Regions from separate parts of the Sus scrofa genome. Here region 2 is linked to region 1. A link is a contact called in public Hi-C data. All regions are on one chromosome and are shown on one strand. The core of a region is the stretch at or near the end of the contact, and the rest is flanking DNA. Distances in the headings are between cores, read along the strand shown.

What was found. A called contact is a pair of places that touch in the nucleus more often than the background predicts.
Region 2: a contact with region 1 is called in a Hi-C map of skeletal muscle, with 5 times the contacts expected there. The contact joins the promoter of PPM1B here to the promoter of PREPL in region 1. A contact is called at or near these places in 4 of 47 Hi-C or Micro-C datasets (alveolar macrophages, heart right ventricle, liver and 1 more) and 2 of 2 datasets of contacts at active chromatin or transcription factors (alveolar macrophages and skeletal muscle).

Annotation. Positions count from the first base shown.
Region 1 is chr3:96,090,147-96,095,875 of Sscrofa11.1, reverse strand. It overlaps PREPL (prolyl endopeptidase-like), which reads right to left and starts at 3,562. Exons shown (of 14, transcript XM_005655233.3): 1 at 3,373-3,562. It overlaps CAMKMT (calmodulin-lysine N-methyltransferase), which reads left to right and starts at 3,848. Exons shown (of 10, transcript XM_021088302.1): 1 at 3,848-4,134. The coding sequence starts at 3,997.
Region 2 is chr3:96,315,084-96,320,812 of Sscrofa11.1, reverse strand. It overlaps PPM1B (protein phosphatase 1B), which reads left to right and starts at 3,535. Exons shown (of 7, transcript XM_003125179.4): 1 at 3,535-3,985.

The DNA.
Region 1 (5,729 bases), core at 2,313-4,812:
GCTAAGGGAAATAAGGCAGACCCAAAAGGATAAATATCATATAATTCAACCTATATGAATTATCTAGAATAGGCAAATTCAGAGAGACAATGAATTCATATTCATAGATAGAAAGTAGATTAAAGGTTTCCAAGAGCTCTGGAAAGGCAGGAGTGGGAAGTTCTTGCTTAATGGATGGGTGTTTTTTTTTTTTTTTTTGGTCAGGTGATGACAGGGAAAATAGTGGTGACAGCTGTACAATACTGTGAATGTAATTAATGCCACTGAATTACACATTTAAAAATGGTTAAAAATCAGCAGAAATTGGCACAGTGTAAATCAACCATACATTCATAAAAAACTAATCTTCGAAAAAGTTAAAATGTCAAATTTTGTTATATATATTATTATTATACGATAATAAAAATAAAGTCAAAATGAAGTAAAAATATTGTGTGGAACAATTAAAACCACAAATTAAAATATTATAATAAAAACATATGCTAAAATATTGCAAGACTATCACTCCCACATCCAATTTAAGGAATGTAAGAAACATAGCAAATATAAGGGTAGAGGAGGTGCATCAAAGAGGCAGCATCATAAACAATTTAATCCCAAATAATTAGGATGAGCATGTAATTTACCATCCTAATCAAGACACTTCTGAGAGGAAATAGGACACTATTAATAATTACACATTACACAGGGACAACAGGTGTGAACTGAGACTGTCTGAGGCAACCTAGAATACATGGTCATTCTACATATAAGGGCACTAGGTCCTCAAGGTTGAGGTCATGCTCACAGCCTGGGATATGGCCAGTGTACAATGGTCTGAAAGCATCTTCCTAAAGGACACAAGTGGTCAAAAATGCAAATCTTTTTTTTTAAAGAGAAGTATCACAATTACATGGTCTTTACTGAAGTTTACTAATTTGGGATTCATAAAACAATCAGCATATTATTAGATTTTACTAAGAGCTATTATGATAGTCTAGGAATTTTAGAATGGTGAATTATACTTTGAATTGCACTGCTAGGCACAATAAAGAATTCCTAGAGTTCCCATCATGGCTCAGCCGTGACAAAATCAGACTAGCATCCAGGAGGGCTGGGGTTTGATCCCTGGCCTCACTCAGTGGGTTAAGGATCCAGCATTGCTGGGGCTGTGGTGTAGGCCGGCAGCTACAGGTCCAATTCAACCCCTAGCCTGGAAACTTCCATGTGCCAAGGGAGTGGCCCTAAAAAGAAGGAAAAATAAAAGAATTCCTAAGGTGAATCATTTTCGATAAATCTATTTATATTTGTTACCTTAGAGCTCTATAAACACGTATTACATATATTCTTTTATACTTACATATGATTACAGGCAATTGAGCCTAACACTTAAAAAATCAAACAAGAACTACTGAGAAAATTAGTAACTGATATCCGATTCATTATTTTTAAACTAAAATTAATCTTAATGGCTGACAAATAGGATAACTTAAACAGTCCATACCTTACATGAGAAGCTCCGACTTGGGATGTTTCTTGCTAACTCTGATATCCTGGGTTTATTCTGCAGACACTTGGTTAGGTGATATTTTTTCAATTTTATTTTATTGTAATAATGATCAGCGAAGTTACAGTGATTCAAGTGCTGTTTCTGCATGCATTTCCCAAGGTGAGGAATACTATATTTCAAAGCTTGGAAAAATAATTTGCTCTTCTGCCGCATGATATCAAAGTCCTTGGTTTATGCTCCCTTTGGGACTGCCAGCACATGAATGATTTCCTAGGAATGCTTACCCAGTAGTGGGTTCTCAGAGTATCTAAGATCTGTAGTTCTTTTCCTCTGCCACTGGGGTCATGAACCCCTCAGGTTAGGAATAACTACAGACAGCTGATAACTCTGGTTAAAAATATCTGAAAACTCATGTAAGTTAAAGTTTCATTCCAATCATACTTCTTGGCAGATGTGACTTAGAGGTCTTATTTGTAAAGTCGATCCTATCAGGCTCAAACTATGCAGCACTGATTCTGGTACACACATGGACAAACTAAAAAAAAAAAAAAAAAAAAAAAAAAAAAAAGGCAGAAAACAAAACAAAAAAAACAAAATAAAAACTTGCAAACAAGTACACAGACTTAATAGAGGCATCTCAGTAATTCTGAGGGTTTTAAAAGGCAAATTAGCTTTGATTTTACATAACTCAGAACTTATCTTTGGTATGTATATGGAGAATAAACCAGAAAAGCATAATTACTTAAAAAGGTAGAGGAGAAGGTGTTAGTATTTACTGAGTATTTGCTACGTGCCAGATGTGTTTATATACTTTGTCCAATTTAAACGTCATAGAACCCTAACAGAATAGCTATAACAGTGTTGATTTTACAGGTGAGCAAACTGTGGCTCAAGGAGGTTTAAGTAACTGCTTCAAGTTACCTGGGCTGTAAGTAGTAAGTCTATCTGGTCATAACAATTTTAATATTAAAAAGGTGTTTAATTCTTTAATTAAACAACAACAACAACAACTTCAGGATTCACAAATGAAATTTGCCACCATCTCTGTTTTCTTCTAGGAAGCTGGTTCTTATTAACCTAACAAAGTAAGGCTAGTGAGTACTTAAGTCAGAGAAACCTGGGTTCAGGGCTTCACTTCTACACTTACCACCTGTGCCTAGTTTCTTCATCTGCAAATCAGATAATGACCCATTTACTCTACGGAGTACTTGTTCTAAGGATAAAATGAGACAATTTAAAGTTAAGATCTTAATACAATACCTGGCACGTAGCTACCACTCGATAAACTATTTTTATTTTATTTTTGGCTACTATTTTTAGGATTGGAAAAAAAAAAAACCTATGTACGTTGCACACTGTTGAATGTCATCATGGAATTCTTCCACAAAATGACCCTCGGTATCAGAGGTACAATACTGCGTCAGTTTTAGCACAGCTCGGATCCTTTAAGACGCCCCTGGTCCTCTTAATCTTTTTCTATGTCGCAGCAAATTAAGAGACTCAGAAGGGAGAGTTACAATAGGGGAACAGGAACAACACTAACAAAAATAAGCAAATAAAATAAAATAGGCCCTAAATCACTACATCCGTGCCGCAGCATCAATCCACCCATCTTTCACCTGCAGGGTTAGGGATGGGGGTGGGGTAGATGAATGGGTGTTCCTGGGAGAACCTATTTGTTTTCCCTATGCAACTCTCCACCCCAGAAATGAAATGAGGTGAGAGATGAGGGGTTCTGAGTGCGAAAGGGAGTGGTACCACATGCCACGCAGTGAAGGGACATCAATCAAAAAGCTAGGACCAAGAGCCTTGGAAAGGCTGGTGGGGGGCAGAAGGGATGAAGGGAAAAGACCCTCAGCCTACACCTCCCTCCCAATACGTACGCAAATTTAAAGTCGGTCTTGCTCTAGACACAGAAACGAGTGAAAGCCAGGTCGGAGAACCCGAAGCTCTCAGAAAAGCAGCACAGCTCCAAGCACCGTCGTGTCCAGCCGAAATCTGCGTTCTGCAGCTAGCGGAACAACCTACCCAGAGGCGCCGGGAGCTGGTTTGCAGCACGCCGTCTACGTAAGTCCCATCTAGCACGAGCGCTGAGCAGGTTCCGCCATCTTTACTGTGGTCAATGATGAATTTTTCTCCTCCTGGGTTCTTAAGCCCTCAAAGATATAAGCCTTTTGGTTCTTTGATAGTCCTCAGACCTCTAGATGAAACAGGGGAGAGGATAACAAAGAGGGGTAGTGTCCTATCAAGTCTGTCACAGGTCCCTCACGCTCCAGTCTGCCCTCACTAAAGATGGCTACCAGCAAAATGGTGCAGTGACGCGAGCCGCGCTGCCCTGGTTGCTAAGGAGACGTGACTGCCGGAAATGCAGGATTTGGGGAGGGCGCTCTTGCTTGGGCAGTGGGAGGGAGGCCTAGCGTCACAGGTCCTGATAGAGAAAAAGTAGCGAGGTCCTGGCAGGGGAGAGCTGTGGCTGCGGCTTCTCGGATAAAGGCGGCTCCAGCGGGATGGAGCCTCGAGTCACAGACGCCGAGGCCGGCCAGGTTGAGAGCGCCAAGAACGAGAATCCGGCAAGGGGTAGCGCCGCTCGGGGACCCGTAGTCGCGGCACCTTTGGCTGCAGCCCGGTGGAAGCTCCTGCGGCAGGTAAGAGACAGCCCTCAAGATTCACCTTTGCCTCTGGCCACTCCCCTCGCAGATACCCTGCAAGCGACCCGCAGCTACTCTCTACTTAGCAGCTCCGGGAGTTCCCTAACAATTTTTCCTGGAACCACCTGAAAAGCGTCCCTTTGGTTCACCTAGGCGTCCCTTCCAAAGGGAGGCATCAGGTGGCTTTGGGCGGGGAGGGTCCAGTCAGGACTGAGTCCTGGAAAACTCATATCGAAGTAGAAGATCCATTTCTAGATCTTAGTCTGCATCCGAGGGATGTTTCTCCTTGTTCGCCAGTAGGATTGATAGGACCGCAGTTCTCGATCCCACACTGCTCTCCTTTCCTGCTTCTGTTTTAACTTTCTTCTCCAGGTTTCTTCTCCTTGCTTCTTAACTCCCAGCCTGATTCTAGCCCAGAATCGCCCCTCTTGGTGATCAGCGTGGCTGACTGTGTTGGGACTGTGATATTGCACGTGTTGCTTCGGTTCCTTCCGTGGAGCGGAGAGTGAAGGGAGTTGGAAGAACTGCCCGCCCCCCTCCTTTTTTTTTTTTTTTTTTTTTTTTTTCCTCCATCAAGTTACGCGTAGTTTGAAATGATCAGCGAGATTCTCGCTAAGGTGGAGTAGTTCGAGTGTGTTGATTTGTTTGATGACGGTTATCATCTAGCACTTCAGAGTTGCCTCTGTTACCGGTAACTTCAGCCGTGTACAGGTTTGAAAATTTTCTAATATGACGTCACTGACGCCCTGTTCAAACTGCTTGAAGTGAAATCTGTTTATCCCAGTGTTATGCTTCTGCCTGGGTCTCCTGCTAAAAACTTTATTTAATAGAACACTTTCTGGAGTTCCCGTCGTGGCGCAGTGGTTAACGAATCCGACTAGGAACCATGAGGTTGTGGGTTCGATCCCTGCCTTGCTCAGTGGGTTAAGGATCCAGCATTGCTGTGAGCTGTGGTGTAGGTTGCAGACGCGACTCGGATTCCGCGTTGCTGTGGCTCTGGCGTAGGCCAGTGGCTATGGCTCTGATTTCGACCCCCAGCCTGGGAACCTCCATATGTGGCTGTAGGGGCCCTAGAAAAGGCAAAAAGACAAAAAACAAAAACAAAACCACTTTCTATTTCTGACTTGTGTTTCCATAAGTTTCCCAGCTATTGCCACTTTACTTGAGACCCTGCATTTAGTATTTTGGGAGTTACTTTATTTGCAGTTGTCTCCAGTCACCTTTTCATACAGTGGCCTTCCAGTGTTGTCATGACACAATGCAAAGATCATTTCCTTGCTGATGCTTTGAAAGTCTCTGCAGAGTCTTAATGATCTGGCTTTGCTATTAATGTTACAGATAGTATCATAGGATAATAAAATGTGTGTCCTCATAGATCATTACATAGGAACTGTCTATAGTGAAGTAAACACCAGTCAAAGTTAAATTATAAAAATAGTGAATGAGCACTTTAAAATGATCAATCGGAACTTATTGGGATGACTTCATTGATTCTTGGGGATCTGTAGCTCACTCTGTGGGTGAACCCCATATAGTGTGTGTGTATATATATATGTATATATATATATTTGGTCTTTTTAGGGCGGCACCCA
Region 2 (5,729 bases), core at 2,286-4,785, 220 kb before region 1:
TGCCTTTTTTTTTTTTTAGGGCCACACCCAAGGCATATGGAGGTTCCCAGGCTAGGGGTCTAATCAGAGCTGTTGCTGCCGGCCTACACCAGAGCCACAGCAATGCCAGATCCAAGCCACATCTGCAGCCTACACCACAGCTCACAGAAACTGAGCGAGGCCAGCATCCTCATGAATGCTAGTCAGATTCATTTCTGCTGAGCTATGACAGGAACTCTGAACTGCAGTTTCATTTTAAAGCTAACTGCCTGAAAGTATATTGCAAAATTTTCCCAAATTGCAATATAGTGATACATACAAATAAAGAATCCTTAATATCAGCATACTTAAACTATATGCTAAATATTCAAGAATAAAATGGGAACATCAATAACATCCCTACTGGAATATTGCCGTATTTTTAAAATTTTAGAATAGAACCTTCTCCTTGAATTTCCTGTTGTGGCTCAGCAGGAAATTCAAGGTTAAGCAGGTTAAGAACTCAACTAGTATCCATGAAGATGTGGGTTCAATCCCTAGCTTCACTCAATGCGTTAAGGATCGGGCATTGCCACAAGCTGTGGTGTAGGTCAGAGATGTGGCTTGGATCCTGCATTGTTGTGGCTGTGATGTAGGCCAGCAGCTGCAGCTCAGACTGGACTCCTGGCCTGGGAACATCTATAGGTAGCAGGTGTGGTCCTAAAAGAAAGAAAAAAATCCTTAATAATATATCTGAAAGCATTTCTTTACCATCCAAAGATAGTTTTAGAGCCAGATATTGATGTGGTAGTTTTCAAACACATTTAGGGACAACAGAATGAAAATTAAAATGTCTATATATTAAATTCCGTAATATGAGCTAGGATCAATTTAATATAAAAAATGACTCCTAAGCAGTATATGTGCAAACTATATTTCCATAAACAGTATATTATATTGAGTTAATTAACAGTTTAAGATTTTCAAATATTGTCTAGGCATAAAATTTCACACTTTCAAGGTTTTTTTACTCCTAGTATTCACACGAGTAATTTATTGTGGAAAAGCTTAAAATTGAGAAAATTCAATCTGTTAATTTTAATCTATTAATTTTTTTTCTCTGAATTGAGTATATGGCATTATTTGATGTTAGCAGGAAACATGTGGATTTAGCTTATGGAACACAGATGTTCTGTGGGAACATGGCTTGAAGTCCTACATAATTTAATGTTTTTTCATTAAACAAACATCTGAACATCAAACCTAACTACCAGTTGAGGTCAAGTGCCTGAAAAGTGCTGTATACATCTCATTAGCACGTTTTCCTTACGTGAAAGATGCATCATACGGTAATGCATATTATGCTTTCATCTGCCTAAAACATACTTGTTGCCAAACTTAACCATTTATCACTATTCCTCTCTCCTTAGAACAGGTTGAAACCAATTTACAATTGAAAGAGAGGTTCCTTTACCTATAAAAAGTCCCTAAAACTATGTCTTGGTATTGGTAGACTTAAGTTTATCTTAGTTCAAGACTGCACTTTTTAAAAACTCTGGATGTGAACATTTTTCAGTGATGACTATACAGCTTAACCTATGTCATAATTGTGATCTTTCTTGAGAAGACTTTTTTTTTTTTTGCCTACTATAAATAGGCACTCTTGTGTTTTTTACACTACTATTGTCCTCTTTTCCAGAAAGGAAATAGTTGAAATGGCATTGTCTAATCCAGCGGCACTTTATTAGTAACACATTTTATCTCTTGTAGGCATAAGAGAACTCACACTTATTTTTTTTTTTTTTTAAATGACCATACCAGGGTACATGGAAGTTCCTGGCCGGGGTTGGAACCTGAGCCACCCCAGTGACAATGCAGGATCCTTAACCCTCTGAGCGACCAGAGAACTCCCCATTATAATTTTTTGTTGCATTAAAATATATTTAACTTCATCAGTTATATTAAAGAAAAATTTAACAGCTTTAAAAAATGGATCAAGGTATTAGAATGCCTTCAGTACACTTTAGTTTTCTTTCTCTTGTTGGGGTTGGTGGAAGTGCAGATTAACCTGGCAGTGCCTTTTAGTCTAATGCAATTGCTGGAGGGATCATGTCCACTTCCCTCATCTGCCTATTGAATCATTCATCCTAGACTCATCCTGTATCTCTGTGAAGCCTTCCTTCGTAGGAAAGCTCCTTTAGGTAACCGCCGTCTCTTCCACGTTTCAGTTATAGCACCCATCATCTTATAGCTAATTTATTGGTGTACTTCATCTCGACGTACAGAGCCTGGCAAATAGCAGGCGTTCAATAACTGTGAGAGCGAATGAAGATCAAAGACTAGGCCGAGAGTTTCTAAAACCAACGTTGACTGTGAAACAAAACACGTAAATGTCAAGGGCTGAAGGCCAGGCAGTGCAGGCCTAGAAGGAATAAAATAACCCCTAATAGCACAGAATCTTCAAGGGAATCACCTGTCCCATTTTCTCACGTTGCTTTTTGGCCTCTCCAAAATTTCCCGCTCTCTAACTCATTCTCTTCCCTTCTGGGGACAGGTCAGGCAGGTATACCAGTTTAGCTGCTTTGATTGGTCAGCGATGATTTCATTGTTAGAGAACATCCGGGCCTTTCCCCTCCCCGCAACACCCACCCTCCTCCAGAGCCCTGCCTTCTGAGTTTCCCTCTCCCGCGTGCGCCCCACCCGCCGGCTGAAGCAAAACAACCGCCTCTCCCTAGATCGCTTCTTGTCCTCGCCTGCACCATCCCTTCCAGTCTTTACGCCTAAGAGAGGCGTTTATATCCTCCAATGAGGGCCTAGTAGGACTTTGTTAGCCAATCAGCTGCCAACCCCCTGCAATTCCAGGCGGGACTAGGCCTCCACACCTATAATTGGACAGCCCGTTGGCTCCTTTATGGCGTTTGCTTTACGCAAGGCTTACAGGTCAAAAATAAAGGGGCACGGTCCTCACTGAACGAGAAGGGTCCGCACAGACTCTATGGGTTTGACCGTTTTCGAAGACCAGCCAATCGCTTTTCGAATACTTCCCCGCCTTTTGCGCGTTCATTTAAAAAAAGCCGGTGTGACGGACTTGGAAATTGGTCCGTGACAGACATGTAGAGAAAGCCAATGACTGAGATTTTGGGCCACCCTTTGGACCAATAAGAAAAGTAAATCGTTAGGGCTCAGGCTTTGAGAGGCGGGGCGCAGGTGGGCGTTATTTGATTGACAACGGTCTCTACTTATGGCTGTTAGGGTGGGTTGGTCCCTGGCGTCTGGGAGGTATAGCAGAGGCGGGGCTGAATAAAGTAAATGGTAAAGAAAGGTTGGGTCCCACTCAGTGGGCGGTGTTTGATGGATAGTTGACCTTGCCAATTGAAGGTGGTCACTGGTGCCCAATGGGAAATTAGGAACCCAGAGGCGGGGCATTGTAGGCGGGGAAAACTAAGTAGCGAGGAACCGGGGCTGTGGAACTGGGAGGGAGGGCGCTGATTGACGGGCCTGCCAGCAAACTGGGTACAGCGAGAGGCCGCGCGGCATCGCAGTGGGTGGGAGCTGGGGGCGTGGTTCGCCCAGGGGCGGGGAAGGAACGGGGAGCGGGGAGGGGGTTGCAGAAGGAGCGGAGCGGCTGCTGCTCAATGGCGGAAAAGCCGCCGGTGCTTTGACCGCCTCGTCCCCCTAGCAGTTGCGGGGGAGTTTCCTGCCGGCGCGGCTGGAGTCTCTGTTTCTCAGGGTTCGGTGGCTGGAAGATGCTCCAGAGAGACGAGGCTGCGGCGGAGGAGGTGGCGGCGGCCGAATCGGCAACGGCACTAGGGTGGAGAGAAGGCGGCAGCGGCGGCGGCGGCGGCGTGCGGGGCCCGACGGTGTAAACAGCCCCGGAGGCGGCGGAGGCGGTGGCCGAGACCCCGAGGGGGAACCGTCGGCTGAGGCAGGGTCGCGCCTCCGTTGGAAGCCTGGGCTCAGTGCAGCAGGGGGACTCTGCGGCGGGCGCGAGCGGACGCCCTAGACCTCCCTCCCTCCCTCGCCCCAGGTAAGGCCGCTGGGCGCCCCGCCGCAGGGGAAACGGCTCCCAGGCACCGCGAAGGCCCTGGACCGTATTCGGGGTACCTTTGAGCCACGACTCGAACCTCTGCCCGCCTAATCCTCGCCTCTTTTCCTTGGCCGCGGAGCCCGGAGGAGCGAACGCCGGGCCTGGCTCCTGGCTAGGCCCCTTCCCCAGCCACCGCCTCCGCGCTGGGCCGAGGTTGGGAGAGGCTTGGGGCAGGGAATTTTAGTTTGCTTCAACGCCTAGGAGTAAACTGCTTGTCCCTGTTCTTTGCGAGCATCTCTTCCACCTGAAAGCGCTGGGGCTACTCCAGGCCTTAACTCGTCCCTTCCTGGTGCATGCCTATTTGAAAACACTACCTTTTCCTCATTAGCTTCTGCCCTCTGTGCTCTACTTCACTTCCTTGTTAAATCTTTCTCGCTCTTCTGTTTATGCGTCTTACTACCTCTTTCCTCCTTAGTGACTTTAAAACGTTTCTCTTTCTCTTAGCCCACTCCGGGCTTCTCTTCCTTGCCTTCCCCAGCTATCCTTTTTGAATGTCATTCTTTTTTACCAGTGAAGCTCTTAAATGAAACTGCTATCGTCAGTATCCCCGATCTACCAGAAGCTCATGAAGAATAGACTCACCAGCTTTAAGTGCCAGATCGATTTTTTTTTTTATAATTTAACCGAGCCTAACATCCTTTTAAAAAATATTATTAAACAGAGAGTGTGAAAATAGCCCTAAAGTTATTTTTAAAATGAAGGGCTCAAGGAGTGTTGGAAATGGTTATTTCATATTTCAAGTCGCATGACCTCTAATGTCAGATTGAGCAGATCTAGAACATTTGCCCATCTTGTTTGGCAAAAGGCTTCTTTCGCGTTTCATAGAGGCTCACATTCATCAGTATCCAAGTTGGCTTAAAAACAATTTGAAAACTTGAGAAAGAAGACATCAGAAGAACAACTAGGAAGCTGTTTTGATGAAGTCAGTGTTAAAGACCTTTTAAAATAGGCTCCACATGTTTAATGTATCAAAATAAAGTTGGCGGGAGTCTTGTAAAAGGATTATTTAGGAATGTGAGTAGTCTTAGTGTTATGTAGCTATTTTGGGAAAAACATTCTTTTTCTGTTAACAAACGTTTACAACTCCTGTGATGTGAGAATTACCGAGGTTTATTATGGGATTAACACAGGAACTCATTTTATTTGTGCTACTGCATGGACGTAGAAGTGGTGAATTGTTGAGGGTAGTCAGTGTAATAAGTCAGTATGTTCTAGGAGATGGAGAAACATGCCATCAATAGTGTTAACAGACATTATTTCATTTACTCTCTCTATTGTGCAATAGCAAAGTTCCTATTGTTGGCCTACTTTTAAATAGAGCATTTCTAAATAATGAGACAAGTTATTTTAATTATTATAGTCTTCTCCAAGTGTGCAGGCTAGAAACAAATGTAGTTGAAGTTATGCTGTTAAAATGGTAATTTTTAAAAAGAATAATTAAGTAGGCTTCTTGAATGAGCAATGGATTCTTTCAATAGAACTTTTATTTAGTATTTAGAACAGATTTTATTAGTCAACAGATTTTCTTTCAGGGATGATCCTGGTTTTTACTGTACTTCTTACTTTCAGTGTCTTTTTTTTTTTTTTTTTTATGGCAGTTGTGTTTTCTCCTCTTCGTTTATTTTTGCTCTTTATAAAGTCTTAATACAGTTTCTGCAGTGATTCTTTATATTGCATTGTCAAC